Regions from separate parts of the Nomascus leucogenys genome. Here region 2 is linked to region 1. The links are chromatin contacts, called in public Hi-C maps. All regions are on one chromosome and are shown on one strand. The core of a region is the stretch at or near the end of the contact, and the rest is flanking DNA. Distances in the headings are between cores, read along the strand shown.

Evidence for each region. Hi-C and Micro-C count contacts between places; a contact is called where the count stands out from the background.
Region 2: a Hi-C map of a lymphoblastoid cell line shows a contact between it and region 1, with 3 times the contacts expected there. The contact joins the enhancer-like site here to the promoter of POLR3E in region 1. A contact is called at or near these places in 2 of 4 Hi-C or Micro-C datasets (a lymphoblastoid cell line and an unstated tissue).

What each region holds. Positions count from the first base shown.
Region 1 is chr2:83,011,449-83,017,604 of Asia_NLE_v1, forward strand. POLR3E (DNA-directed RNA polymerase III subunit RPC5) reads right to left here and starts at 3,192. Exons shown (of 22, transcript XR_004026992.1): 1 at 3,022-3,192. It overlaps TRNAL-AAG (a tRNA gene), which reads right to left and starts at 3,418; the gene lies at 3,337-3,418.
Region 2 is chr2:83,086,154-83,093,127 of Asia_NLE_v1, forward strand. It overlaps EEF2K (eukaryotic elongation factor 2 kinase), which reads right to left. Exons shown (of 18, transcript XM_003261444.3): 2 at 268-589. The coding sequence starts at 513. Among named protein-coding and RNA genes, the nearest start is that of EEF2K, 17 kb to the right of the region's middle. Within about 2 kb of position 5,403, the one cell type or tissue checked has an H3K27ac peak away from gene starts, as active enhancers do. A contact at or near this core is called in a lymphoblastoid cell line, where this site is marked.

The sequences.
Region 1 (6,156 bases), core at 1,942-4,441:
CAAGGGGACAGATCATAAGCACTAAGAGGGTGTGGCCTGGGAGGTTCCCAAGATGCAGTTGTTCTTTCTCGGTTATTGCTATGCCCTGTTGGCCCCTGCCCTGCCAGGGATCAGGGAGGCTGAGGTGCCCTGTCAGCTAGAGAGCTGGAGCTCCTCCCTCTGGATAGTACATCTGGGTTGATACAAAGAGTGTCACCTCCCTTCATCCTCCAGGCCGAGGTGATCCAACTCAGTGGCTTTCAAAGTTTTCAGCCTAAGATCCACCACAGTAAGAAATCCATCTCATATAAATAACCCAGAACATACATACAGCTGTGTAACTGAAACAAGATTTCACATAACCGTAACTGTCCCTACTGTATGTCAGGCAGTGATGTTTTCTACTTCATTCAAAACAAAAAATGCTAGCTTCAATTCCCCTGAATTGATTTTACTTCCCACTCAACCTGTAATGTGAAAAGCACTCATCCAAGTTTCCCTACGGTTCCTTATACCTACCTCCAAGTCTCCCAGCAACAGCGCGTCTTTGTAAAGAAGTAAATCAGGCTGGCGTGGTGGCTCATGCTAGTAATCCCAACACTTTGGGAGGCTTAGGTGGAAGGACTGCTTGAGACCAGGAGTTCAAGACCAGCCTGAGCAACATAGTGAGACCCCCGGTCTGTCTTTAAAAAAAAAAAAAAAAAATTTTAGCCCGGCATGGCCTGCAGTCCCAACTACTTGGGAAGCTGAGGCAGCAGGATTGGTTGAACTCAGGAGTTTGAGGCTGCAGTGAGCTATGATCACACCACTGCACTCCATCCTGGGTCACAGTGTGAGACTCTATCTCTACTGGGGAGAAAAAAAAAGCCAGGCACGGTGGCTCACACCTGTAATCCCAGCACTTTGGGAGGCCGAGGCCAGTGGATCACCTGAGGTCAGGAGTTCCAGAAAAGCCTGGCCAATAAGGTGAAACCCCGTCTCTACTTAAAATACAAAAATTAGCCAGGCTTGATGATGCAAGCCTGTAATCCCAGCTACTCGGGAGGCTGAGGCAGAAGAATCGCTTGAACCCAGAAGGCGGAGGTTGCAGTGAGCTGAGATCTTGCCACTGCACTCCAGCCTGGGTGACAGAACAAGACTCCATCTCAAAAAAAAAAAAAAAAAGTAAATAATATTATTTCCCTGTCTAAATCCTGTCAACTGTCACTGTCACATAAAATAAAACCCAAACTCCTTTCCATGAGCCGCCTAAGGCCCTACATGATCTTATCTCTGTCTTCCCCTCACCATCCAGGCTGGTAGCCACTTGCTGGGCCTCCAACAAGCCAAGCCCCAGTCCACCCCAGGTCCTTTGCACATCATCTATTCCCCCACAGGGATTACCAAGGTTGCTCCTTTTTATTAAATATCATCACTGCCTGCAGGAGAGGATAGGTTCCCTGACCACCCTATTTTAAAAGCCTCCCCCAACCTCCTCCCAGGCCCTACCACATCTCTATTTTCTTTCCTTGGTGGGTCTCATCTTAATCTGGAACTACCTGGTCTATTTGCTCAGGTGTTGTTTGTCTTCTGCAGTAGAATGTAAGCTCCATGAAGGCTTCTCAGTGCTTCAGTTTCCTCAACTATGAAATGCAGATAATCATATTTTACTTCATCAAAGCTGTTATGGGGAGCATTACTTTAAAAAAAAATCCACTGCTGGTTCTCTCAATACCTAGAATAGTGCCTGGCACGAAGTTGACACTCAATATAGTACAAAGAATATTTTACATTTAATCTTCTCATTAGCCCTATCAATAGAGATTTATCATCTTCAATTTGGAAATGAGGAGAGTGAGGTTCAGAGATAAGTAACTCATCCAAGGTGGAATGAGGACAGAAACTTGGGTCTCGCTGATGTCAAAGATCCTTATTCTTATTCTTAACCACTATACCGCAGCACTTTCTCATAAACGGCAGTATGGTTAAGTGGGTAAGAGCTTGGACTGGGGAGCAAAACTGTGCAGGTTCAAATCCCACCGCAGCTGCTTCGCATCTGTGACCCACCTGAGTTGTCTAGGTTTGGTATTCCCCCCTATTTTCATCCCTAAAGTAGAGAAACTAAGTACCGACCTCCAGACCGCTGCGGGGAGGGGGAGGAGTAAGGACAGGACGCTAATAAACGTAACCTCTGGGTAGGTTTGTTATTACTTAACAACATGTTTTCTGCCAACGTAAGCGAGTAATGACGCTAAGCCACAAGTCAAGCGCTGCAAGCAGGAGCGTCACCCGGTTTCTACTAAGCCGTCACCACAATCCTACGAGGTAGGAATTTCTATTATCCCCATTTCACAGATGAGGAAACTGTGGAGATCGCTAAGATCTCTTCTTTCCGCCTCAAGCCCAAGGAATTCTAAAGCTAACCCAGAGGAACAACCTTGTTTGTTTACTGACACCTCCTCGGACCGAATGGTCAGGGCCGTATCCGGAGCACAGAGTTGGCTCAGTAAACACTGAATGGTTGCCTGAATAAATGAATGAGGAATCCCGGGCCTCGCCGGGCAGAGGCTAATCCGGTTCAGCTGCGAAGAGGGGGGATCCGGCAGGCGCAGGTGCCCTCCCTGCCCATCCGAGCGGGCCGCCGATCCCGAGCCTCGCTGTCCAATGGGTTTCTGCTCCCTCGCGGGTGGTCAGACCCCCTTCTCACGCCCACCACGCAGTCCCTGCCGCGAGCCGCCACCACACCCGACGCCGCGGACAGGTGTTTCTTCCGTAGGAGGCCTCCCAGGCCCAGGTGGGGCAGGTCGGCTGGACCCTGAGTCACCGCCGCCAGCGTCGGCCGCGGCCTCCCCAACTCCCAGGCGTCGGGTCGGGGAAGTCGGAGTCCGGGGTCGGCCTGGAGCCGGCTGCCCCTCCTCCCCGCCCGAATCCCGAGAGGCCTCCAGCCCCTCGGCACAGCGCGGCGCGGGCCTCCTTGGCCTACTCGGGAATCTAGCCCAGGACCACGTCGTGAGTGCGGTCCGGCTCAAGCCCCAGCTCGGGCATTGCGAAGACAGGACTCACCTCTCCGCGGGGGCCGAGCGCGGACGGCGGCAACGGCCCAGTTACCCGCGGGCTGCAGAGGCGGCGGCGGCCCGGCTCTCCTCTCAGGCGGCGGCCATGTTGCTGGTGGAGAAACTCCGGCGGACACGTGGGGGGAGCCAGCCGGCCCCAGCGCTTCCTCTTACCCACAATGCCCCGCCCCGGCGCACGCGGCTCCGCCCCCTCCGCCGCGCCATTCATGCAGGCCGTGAGCCCTGCCCTGCAGCAGGGGGCGCTGATGGCACGCGCAAAACTGAGCCGGGAGTGTATGCAGCGGGGACAAAATGACAGCAACTCTGGCAGCGGTGGGATTCGAACCCACGCCCCCGAAGAGACTGGAGCCTTAATCCAGCGCCTTAGACCGCTCGGCCACGCTACCTGGCTGTTGCTTGTTTATGCCAGAAAACTACTTAATGCTTATGCATTTGCATTTACTCTGGAAATTGCGAGGCGTTTTCGCTGAGGTTTTTTTTTTTTTTGGCTTAATGTGTGTTCAAGCTGATCCCTATAGAATTATTTTAAAAAGTCGTGTTTTGGAAAATAAACACTTGCTCCAGTCTTTAGACCCAGGTTTTTTCCGAATAGGTATTAGAGCAAAAAGCATTTTTAGAAACTGTACTCTGATTTGGATGGTTAACCCGGAGACCCCTGGTTAACCCACAAGTAATCCATACGACCCGGATTGGGTGTCTCCGGGAGAAGAAATTGATCTGATCAGAAACACGCACCAGGGGATCTGACGGCCAAACCCGGGAGCTGGTCTGGGCAGTTGTCTCTGAAAAATTATGTTTAATTTTTTACTTACACAAATATGCGAATTATTGCAAAATATTTAAACTTTGCAGATAAGGTACAAATGCTCTTTGACCCTTGACTCGCATCCTAGGCCCCTCCGCAGAGGTAACTAACCATTATTATCAGTTTAATGTGTGCTATGGTTTGAATGTGTCCCCCAAATTTCATGTGTTGGAAATGTCATCCCCAATGTGGCAGTATTGTGTGGTGGGCCCTTTAAGAGGTGATTAGATCATGAGGGTGGAGCCCTCATGAATGGATTAATCTATTCATGGATTCATAGATTAATGGGTTAATGGATTAATGCGTTATCTTGGGAGGGGGACGGATGGCTTTATAAGAAGAGGGAGAGAGACCTTAACTAGCAAGGGAACAGCTCAGCACCCCCTCCATATGATGGCTTGTACTGCCTGGGGACTCTGCAGGGGTCCCCCACCAGCAAGAAGGCCCTCACCAGATGCACACTCTTGACCTTGGACTTCTCAGCCTCCATAACTCTAATAAATAACTTCCTTTTCTTTACAAATTACCCAGTTTCAGGTATTCTGTTATAAGCAACAGAAAATGGACTAAAACACTATATATCTTTCTAGATCTTTTGCTGTGAATTTATATGTTTATATCTATATGGATATATATAGATATATCCATAGAAGATAGCTTTGTTTTTATTGTGTATGGATTTTAACATGAATATTGTCACATTATTGATATAGATCTGCAATTGGCTGTTATTTTTCACCAGACTGTATTTTAAAATACCTATCCATGTGGATATGCAAAGATATTAAAAACAAAAATGCACAAAAATTACAAAGAAAAAAATCATCATCCATAGTGCCACCACCTGGCATTAAATTAATGACTTAGTATTGTGGCATTTTTTTCCTTTTCTTTTCTTTTCTTTTTTTTTTTTTTTGATATGGAGTCTCGCTCTTGTTGTCCAGGCTGGAGGGCAGTGGTGCGATCCCCGCTCACTGCAACCTCCACCTCCTGGGTTCAAGCGTCTCTACTAAAAATACAAAAATTAGCCTAGCGTGGTGGCGCATGCCTGTAATCCCAGCTACTCGGGAGGCTAAAGCAGGAGAATCGCTTGAACCCGGGAGGCGGAGGTTGCAGCAAGCCGAGATCCCACCACTGCACTCTAGCCTGGGCGACAGTGCGAAACTCCGTCTCTAAATAAATAAATAAATAAATAAATAAAATAAATAAATCGATCACACTATTACAAATAGAAATTATTAGACCATTACAAATAAAAATAAGGCCCCCTCCCAAACATTCTCCCCTGTCTATAACTGTCATGAATTTGATGTGTATCTTTCCGATAATTTCTTACATTTTTACATATAAAATTTATGAATAACATATAAAATGGTTATCTGTATGTTTTTCATTTATATAAATGTTAGCACATTGTACTGATATCCTAAAACTTGCTTTTCTCATTTCAACAGTATTATTATTATTAAGAGAGTGTTGCTCTGTCACCCAGACTAGAGTACAGTGGTGCAATCATAGCTTACTGTAGCCTAGACCTCCTGGGCTCAAGCCATCCTCCCACCTCAGCTTCCCAAGTAGCCAAGATTACAGGCATGAGCCACTGTGCCAGGCCCAACATTGTGTTTTTGAGGTCTGTTATGATGCCTATAGACCTCATTCATTCATTCCATGCCATGAACAACTTTTAAGTCATTACACACAATATGGCAGGAAGTATCCTTGCACATGGCTCCTTGTCTTATATGTGGACATTTCTCTAGGGTATACACTAGAAATGAAATTGCTAGACTATATACTTTCCCTAGTATTATATAATAATAATATTAATAATAGGCTGGTCTCGGTGGCTCACTCCTATAATCCTAGCACTTTGGGAGACTGAGGTGGCAGGATCGCTTGATGCCAGGAGGTCAAGACCAGCCTAAGCAACATTGAGAAACCTTGTCTCTACCAAAAAACAAAAGAAAAGAAATTAGCCGGGCATGGTGGCATGTGCCTGTAGTCTCAGCTACTTGGGAGGCCGAGGTGAGAAGATCCTTTGAGCCAGGGAGGTCAAGTCTGCAGTGAGCCAAGATTCAGGCACTGCACTCCAGCCTGGGTGAGAGAGTGAGATCCTCTCTATATAGATATAGATATGCATATATTTTTCCATTTTGCCAAATTATATGACTTTTTTTTTTTCTATTTCTTCTCATGTTTTCTATTTCTTCCTGAGTCAACTTTGGCAAGTTGTCGTTTTCTGGGAAAACAAAGCCCCATTAATTGATTTTTCACATTTATTGGTGTGAGAAATCTCAAATCTCCCTCATATCTGAGGTT
Region 2 (6,974 bases), core at 4,153-6,652, 77 kb after region 1:
AAAACATTGGACAAAACTCAGCAAAAGGTTTTCACAACTCCGTAGCGTGTCCTGGGCTACTATTTGAAAAACACCCAGTTCCAAGGTAACGAAATTTATTTTAAATCAATAATACCCTCCCTGCTTAACACGTATATCCTCAGCTCAGAGTTTAGAGCACTGGCCAGGGTTTGGAAATACGAAGAAGATCCCAACCAGCGACCCCAACCCTCCATCCCTTACAGCAGCTAAGCCGGGTGGGGAAGGTGGCGTAGGTGGCTCACTCACCTTGAAGTGGAAGGAGTTTGCCGGGGACCCGCTGGAGCTATACCGCTCACGTTTTGTTAGGTTGCTGTAGTACTTATTAACCTTGGAATTGACATTCTGGTTCGACCTTGGGTCATCCGTGATGGGGCAGATGAAGTAACCTTCCTCATCGTCGCTGTCCCCATCAGAATCACCATCATGGCCAGCTCGGGGAGACTGGCCGCCATCAACGCCTTCCAGGCGAAAGATGAGATCTTCGTCTGCCATGTTCCTGGGGTGCCCGTTTTACCCAAGCAGTATCCGGCACAGCCAGAGTTACTGGATAAATGCAGAGGCGAAGGTCCTACAAGGAAAGCAAGGGCCAGAGAGTGGGTGCTGGGGCCCAGGGGTGCGAATTCGCCCGACCCTCACCCCAAATGCTGCAGGCTATCACAGGAGCTGGCACCCTTAGGGTAAAACCTAGAGCTATCTTTTGGGGAGACAGTTGGCAGCACCCAGGAACATTTTAAATGTCTAAACCCGCTGACCCAGTCATTCCACTTTTAAGAACTCAGTGTTTGCAAATGTTGGATTCAGGTTTGGAAAGGAACAGCTTCTTAAGCAGAGTGCTCTTTTTAGCACATCAATTAGATCGTGGCACTCCTCTGCTTAATGCCCACCCCCAGCAGCTTCCTTTCACATTCATAATAAAATCCAAATGCCTTGGTAAGGCTGCAAGAGCTGCGTTCATCTAGCGTGCTGCCCACTTCTTCTCCGGCCCTGGCTGCTCTCCAGGCACACTGGGTTTCTTTCTGTTCTGTGAACACGTTAAGTTCATTCCTACCTCCAAGCCTTTGTACTTGGCTGTTCCTTGTGCCTGGAACAACCTTCCTAACAGTGGGTTCTTTCTCATCATTGAGCTCACAGCTCACAGGATGCCTCTTCAGTGAAATCTTCTGTGAATCCCCAAATCAAAGAACCCTTAACCCAACATGCATATCCAATCACTCCCTTGCATATCACCCTGTTCCATTTCTTTCTTTCTTCTTGTTTTTTTCTTCTGAGACAGAGTTTCACTCTTGTCACCCAGGCTGGAGTGCAATGGTGCGATCTTGGCTCACTGCAACCTCCACCTCCCAGGTTCAAGCAATTCTGCTGCCTCAGCCTCCCGTGTAGCTGGGATTCCAGGCGCCCACCACCACAACTAGCTAATTTTTGCATTTTTAGTAGAGATGGCATTTCACCATGTTGGCTAAGCTGGTCTTGAAATTCTGACCCCAGGTGATCCTCCTGCCTGGGCCTCCCAAAGTGCTGGGATTACAGGCGTGAGCCACCACATCCGGACTTTTTTCTTTTCTTTTTTTGAGACAGAATCTTGCTCTGTCGTCCAGGCTGGAGTACAGTGGTGCAATCCTAGCTCACCTAGGTCACTGCTTGACCTCGCAGGCCCAAGCAATCCTCCCACTCAAACCTCCCAAGTAGCTAGGATCACAGGTGTATGCCACCAAGCCTGGCCAATTTTGTTTGTTTTTTGTAGAAACAGGGTCTCCCTGTGTTGCCCAGACTGGTCTCAATCTCCTGGGCTCAAGTGATCCTCCTGCCTTGGCCTCCCAAAATACTGGGATTACAGGCATGCTTCATTTCTTCATTGTGCTTTTCTCAAACTGAAATCACCCGTTTACTTTGTTATTGTCTGTATGCCCAATACCTCCAAAAGTGTCTGGCACAGAGAAGGCACTCAATGCACTTTCCCAGAATGAAGGAGTGGCCCTAAAAGCGTTGTTTGTTTGTTTTTCTTTGAGACGGAGTCTTGCCCTGTGGAGTGCAGTGGCGTGATCTCGGCTCACTGCAACTTCCGCCTCCCGGGTTCAAGCGATTCTCCTGCCTCAGTCTCCTGAGTAGCTGGGATTACAGGCATCCACCACCACGCCTGGCTAATTTTTGTATTTTTAGTAGAGACGGGGTTTCACCATGTTGGCCAGGCTAGTCTCGGACTCCTGACCTCAGGTGATCCGCCTGCCTCAGACTCCCAAAGTGCTGGGATTACAGATGTGAGCCACCACGCCTGGCCTAAAAGCATTTTCTGTAGCACAATCAGTAACAGCAACAAAACCCAACAACCCCAAATGTCCAATAGAAGCTCATTATACAGATTACAGTATTTCTCTCTACACCATGAAATACTCCATGACTGTTAGAAAGGGGACGGTCCATACCCACAGACACACAAAAATAATCAAGAAAGAGTTCAGGAAGATTGTAGGATAGAACTGTCACATTTACAGCCACATGATTTTCAACAAGGGTGCCAAGATAATTCACCCTCAGTTTTACAGTCACTTGATTTTCAACAAGCCAAGATGATTCAACAGGGAAGGAAGAATCTTTTCAACAAATGGTGTTGGGATAAATGAATATCCACATGCAAAAAACTGAAGTTGATCCCCTTCCTTACGCCATACCCAAAAATTAACTCAAAATGGATCAAAAGCCTAAATTAGGAGCTAAAATTATATTAGAAGAAAATATAGAATAAATTCTTCATGACCTTGAGTTAGGCAAAGCCTTCTTAGATAAGATGCCAAAAGCAACAGCAACAAAATAATAGATAAATTGGAGATTACCTGGGCTGGACTTGGTAGTTCACACCTGTAATCCCAGCACTTTGGAAGGCTGAAGCAGGTGGATCACGTGAATTCAGGAGTTCAAGACCAGCCTGGCCAACGTGGCAAAACCCTGACTACCAAAAATACAAAAAATTAGCTAGGTGTGGTGGCACCCGCCTGTAATCCCAGCTACCCAGGAGGCTGAGGCACGAGAATTGCATGAGCCCAGGAGGTGGAGGTTGCAGTGAGCTGAGATTGTGCCACTGCACTCCAGCCTGGGTGACACAGGGAGACTCCTTCTAAAAAACAAAGAGTAAAGAGACAACCCACAAATTTTGCTAATTATATATCTGATAAAGGACTATATTAAGAATGCTTACAATTCAACAACAAACAGACAAATCAAATAAAAATAGGCAAAGGGTTTGAAAAGACATTTCTCTAAAAAAGATATACACGTGGCCAATAAGCACATGGAAAGATACTCAATATCAATGGCCATTAGGGAAATACAAATGAATGTCACACCCACTAAGACAGACATAAGTTAAAAAACGGAAAATAACAAGGGCTGGCAAGGATGTGGAAAAATTGAAACCCTTATGCACTGCTGGTGGAATGTAAAATGGTGCCAACTGCCTTAGAAAACACTCTGGCACCAGCCTGGCCAACATGGCGAAACCCTGTCTCTACTAAAAATATAAAAGGTAGCCAGGCGTGGTGGCTACAATCCCAACTACTTGGGAGGCTGAGTGAGAGAACTGCCTGAGCCTGGAAGGCAGAGGTTGCAGTGAGCTGAGATTGTGCCCTTGCACTCCAGCCTGGGTGACAGAGTGAGACCTTGTCTAAAAAAACAAAACAAAACAAAACCAAAAAAACAAAAACAAAAAAAAAACAGAAAAAAAAATCTCAAGAAGTTAAACACTGAGTTACCGTATGATCCAGCAATTCCACTCCTAGGTGCTGACATACACTCCAATATGGATGAAACTTATGACCACTAGGGGAGGTGAAAGGCAGTCACAAAAGACTATATACATTGACTAATTCTCTGTATATGAAACTTCCAGAGAAGGCAAAGCTACAGCAATAGAAAGTAGATTAATGGTTGCCTGAGGAGGGAGGTACGGTATGATGGTGGGAATGGTTGGGGTAAATGGGGAATGATTGCTAATGGGTATGGGGTTTCTTTTGAGTTGATGAAAAGGTTCTAAAATTGTGGCTATACGACTGTGAAAATACCATTGAATTGTACTATCTATCTATCTGAGATGGAGTCTCACCCTGTCGCCCAGGCTGGAGTGCAGTGGCACGATCTCGGCTCACTGTAACCTCTGCCTCCCAGGTTCAAGTGATTCTCCTGCCTCAGCCTCCCGAATAGCTGGGACTACAGACACACACCACTGTGCCCAGCTAATTTTTGTATTTTTTTTTTTTTTTTTTTTTTTTTTTTTAGGGAGGAGGTTTCACTCGCCATGTTGGCCAGGCTGTTCTCGAACTCCTGAACTTGTGATCTGCCCACCTCAGCCTCCCAAAGTGCTGGGATTACAGGCATGAGCCACTGCGCCCAGCCAGAATTGTACATTTAAAATGAGCAGATTGTAAGGTATGTGAATTATATCTCAAGAAAGCCAAAGTTTTAAAGAAAAGAAAGTCTGATGTGGTGGTTCATGTCTGTAATCCCAGCACTTTGGGAGGCCAAGGAGGGAAGATCGCTTGAGCCCAGAAGTTTAAGACCAGCCTGGGCAACATAATGAGACCCTGACTTTACAAAAAAAATACAAAAAATTAGCTGGATGTGGTGGTGTGTGCCTGTAGTCCCAGCTACTCAGGAGGTTGAGGTGGGAGGATCACTTGAGCCCAGGAGGTTCAAGTGAGCCCAGAGGTTGCAGTGAGCTGAAATTGCACCACAACACTCCAGCCTGGGCAACACAGCAAGACCCTGTCCCCAAAAAAAGAAAGGAAAAGAAAAAGGACATGTGTACATGCATGAAAACTTCCCTGAAAAATCCACAGGAACTGTACAGCACCTGAAATAAGCAGTTGTAGAGCTGGAGGAAACTTTTTATTTTTAATCTTTTAATTTTTTTGAGATGGACTCTTGTTCTGTTGCCCAGGCTGGAGTGAGGTGGCACGATCTTGGCACTCACTGCAACTTCTGCCTCCCAGGTTCAAGCGATTCTCCTGCCTCAGCCTCCCGCGTAGCTGGGATTACAGGACCCCACCGCCAAACCCGGCTAATTTTTGTATTTTTAGTAGAGGCAGGGTTTCACCATGTTGGCCAAGGTGGTCTTGAACTCCTGACCTCAAGTGATCTGCCCACCTTGGCCTCCCAAAGTGCTAGGATTACAGGCATGAGCCACTGAGCCTAGCTAGCTTTTTAAAACTTTGTACGTTTCTATACTGCTTTAACTTTTTTACAAAGCTGGATTGCTTTAGACACAAAATAGTAAGTAAATTAGTTTAAAAAATTTTTTACATCAAACCAATAATTCCAATTTTTTTGACAGTGCTGTCCACAGGTGCACAGTCTTCTAGAGCCAAGGCTTTGGTACTCTGGCTACTGAAGCAGGAAATATATTTATATCCTAACCCAGTACACGCTTATAAAACAGAAAGTAAAATTTCAAGAAATTGTGCTTAGCCTTACTTTGTATAATGCACTCTTGCTATTTTTTTTTTAAATGTTATTTTTAGAGACAGGTTGCCCCAGCTGGAGTGCAGTGGTGTGATCACAGCTCACTGTAGCCTCCAACAGCTGGGTTCAGGCGATCCTCCCGCCTCAGCCTCCAGAGCAGTCCATGCCACCATGCCCAGCTAAAGTTTTTTATTTTTGTACAGATAGAGTCTCACTATGTTATCCAGGCTGGTCTTGAACTTCCAGCCTCAAGTGATCCTCCCACCGTGGCCTCCCAAAGCACTGGGATTACCGACGTGAGCTACTGTGCTTGGCCCACTCTTGCTATTTTCTATTCTACTTAAGTCTTTTGTTTTTCTTTCTGTTTAATCTTTTTCTTTAACACACCACCCACACATTGATTTCTATACTCACAGTTTGAAAATTGACGTGAACTGCTAAGTTTGTTTCTTATCCTCTGGGCAAGATACAGTTACAGGCCTGGATCCAATGCCAGAGCCACCTGATCCTGCTTGTCACCAGAATCTTCCCTGAGCCCTGGACTGGCTTCTCCACACTGTCAGCCGCTCCCAGCCCCAGCGCCTACTCTGCCCTGGTCAGCCCTTGGCCAGAATCCCTGCTGACCAACACGGTGTGGTGCCAGGAGCTGCCAGCAGGCCCAGCCTAGTCAGAGGCCACTGGGGGCCAGGACAGTGCCAGGAGAAGGGCCAGAACCATAGCCCCAACCTGCAGACCTCTAGACAGGGTAGTTCGGTGGTTAAAAGCTCAGATCCAGGGCCAGGCATGAACGGCTCATGCCTGTAATCCCAGCACTTTGGGAGGCCAAGGTGGGCGGATTGCTTGAGCTCAGGAGTTCGAGGCCAGCCTGGGAAACGTGGTGAAATCCTGTCTCTGCAAAAAAATACAAAAATTAGCCAGGCATGGCGGCGTGTGCCTGTAGTCCCAGCTACTCAGGAGGCTGAGGTGGGAGGATCACTTGAACCTGGGGAGGCAGAGGCTGCAGTGAACTGAGATTGTGCCATTGCCTGGGCAATAGAGCAAGACCTCACCTCAAATAAGCAAAAAACAAAACAAAAAAAAGCACACTCAGATTCAGGATCTGGGCTGCTAGCGAGTAAATCTGGCTCCTTACCCAACTAATTCACCTAGCCGACTCCCTCATCTTACAGTATGGGGAGCTCGGCTCTCGGCCATGTCCCACCACAGACCTGATGTTCTCCTTGGCCCTGGAAAACGAAGACAAGCAACTGTGACCCTGCCTGGCACAGCGCCTTGTACACAGCAGGCACTTGATATGCATTCCAGAGCTAAGTGAGTGGTATCTGTTCTATGGCTTTTGAGTTGTCATAAATTTGCTCTTAAGGCAGCTGTGGCAAACTATCCCCCAATAGCTGTTCACTCTTTCTTCCTTAATAAGAGAACCACCGGGTTTTGGCTAAGCATGTCACGTGGCCACTCAGGATACATTTCCCAGACTCCTTTGCAGATAGATGTAACCATGTGAA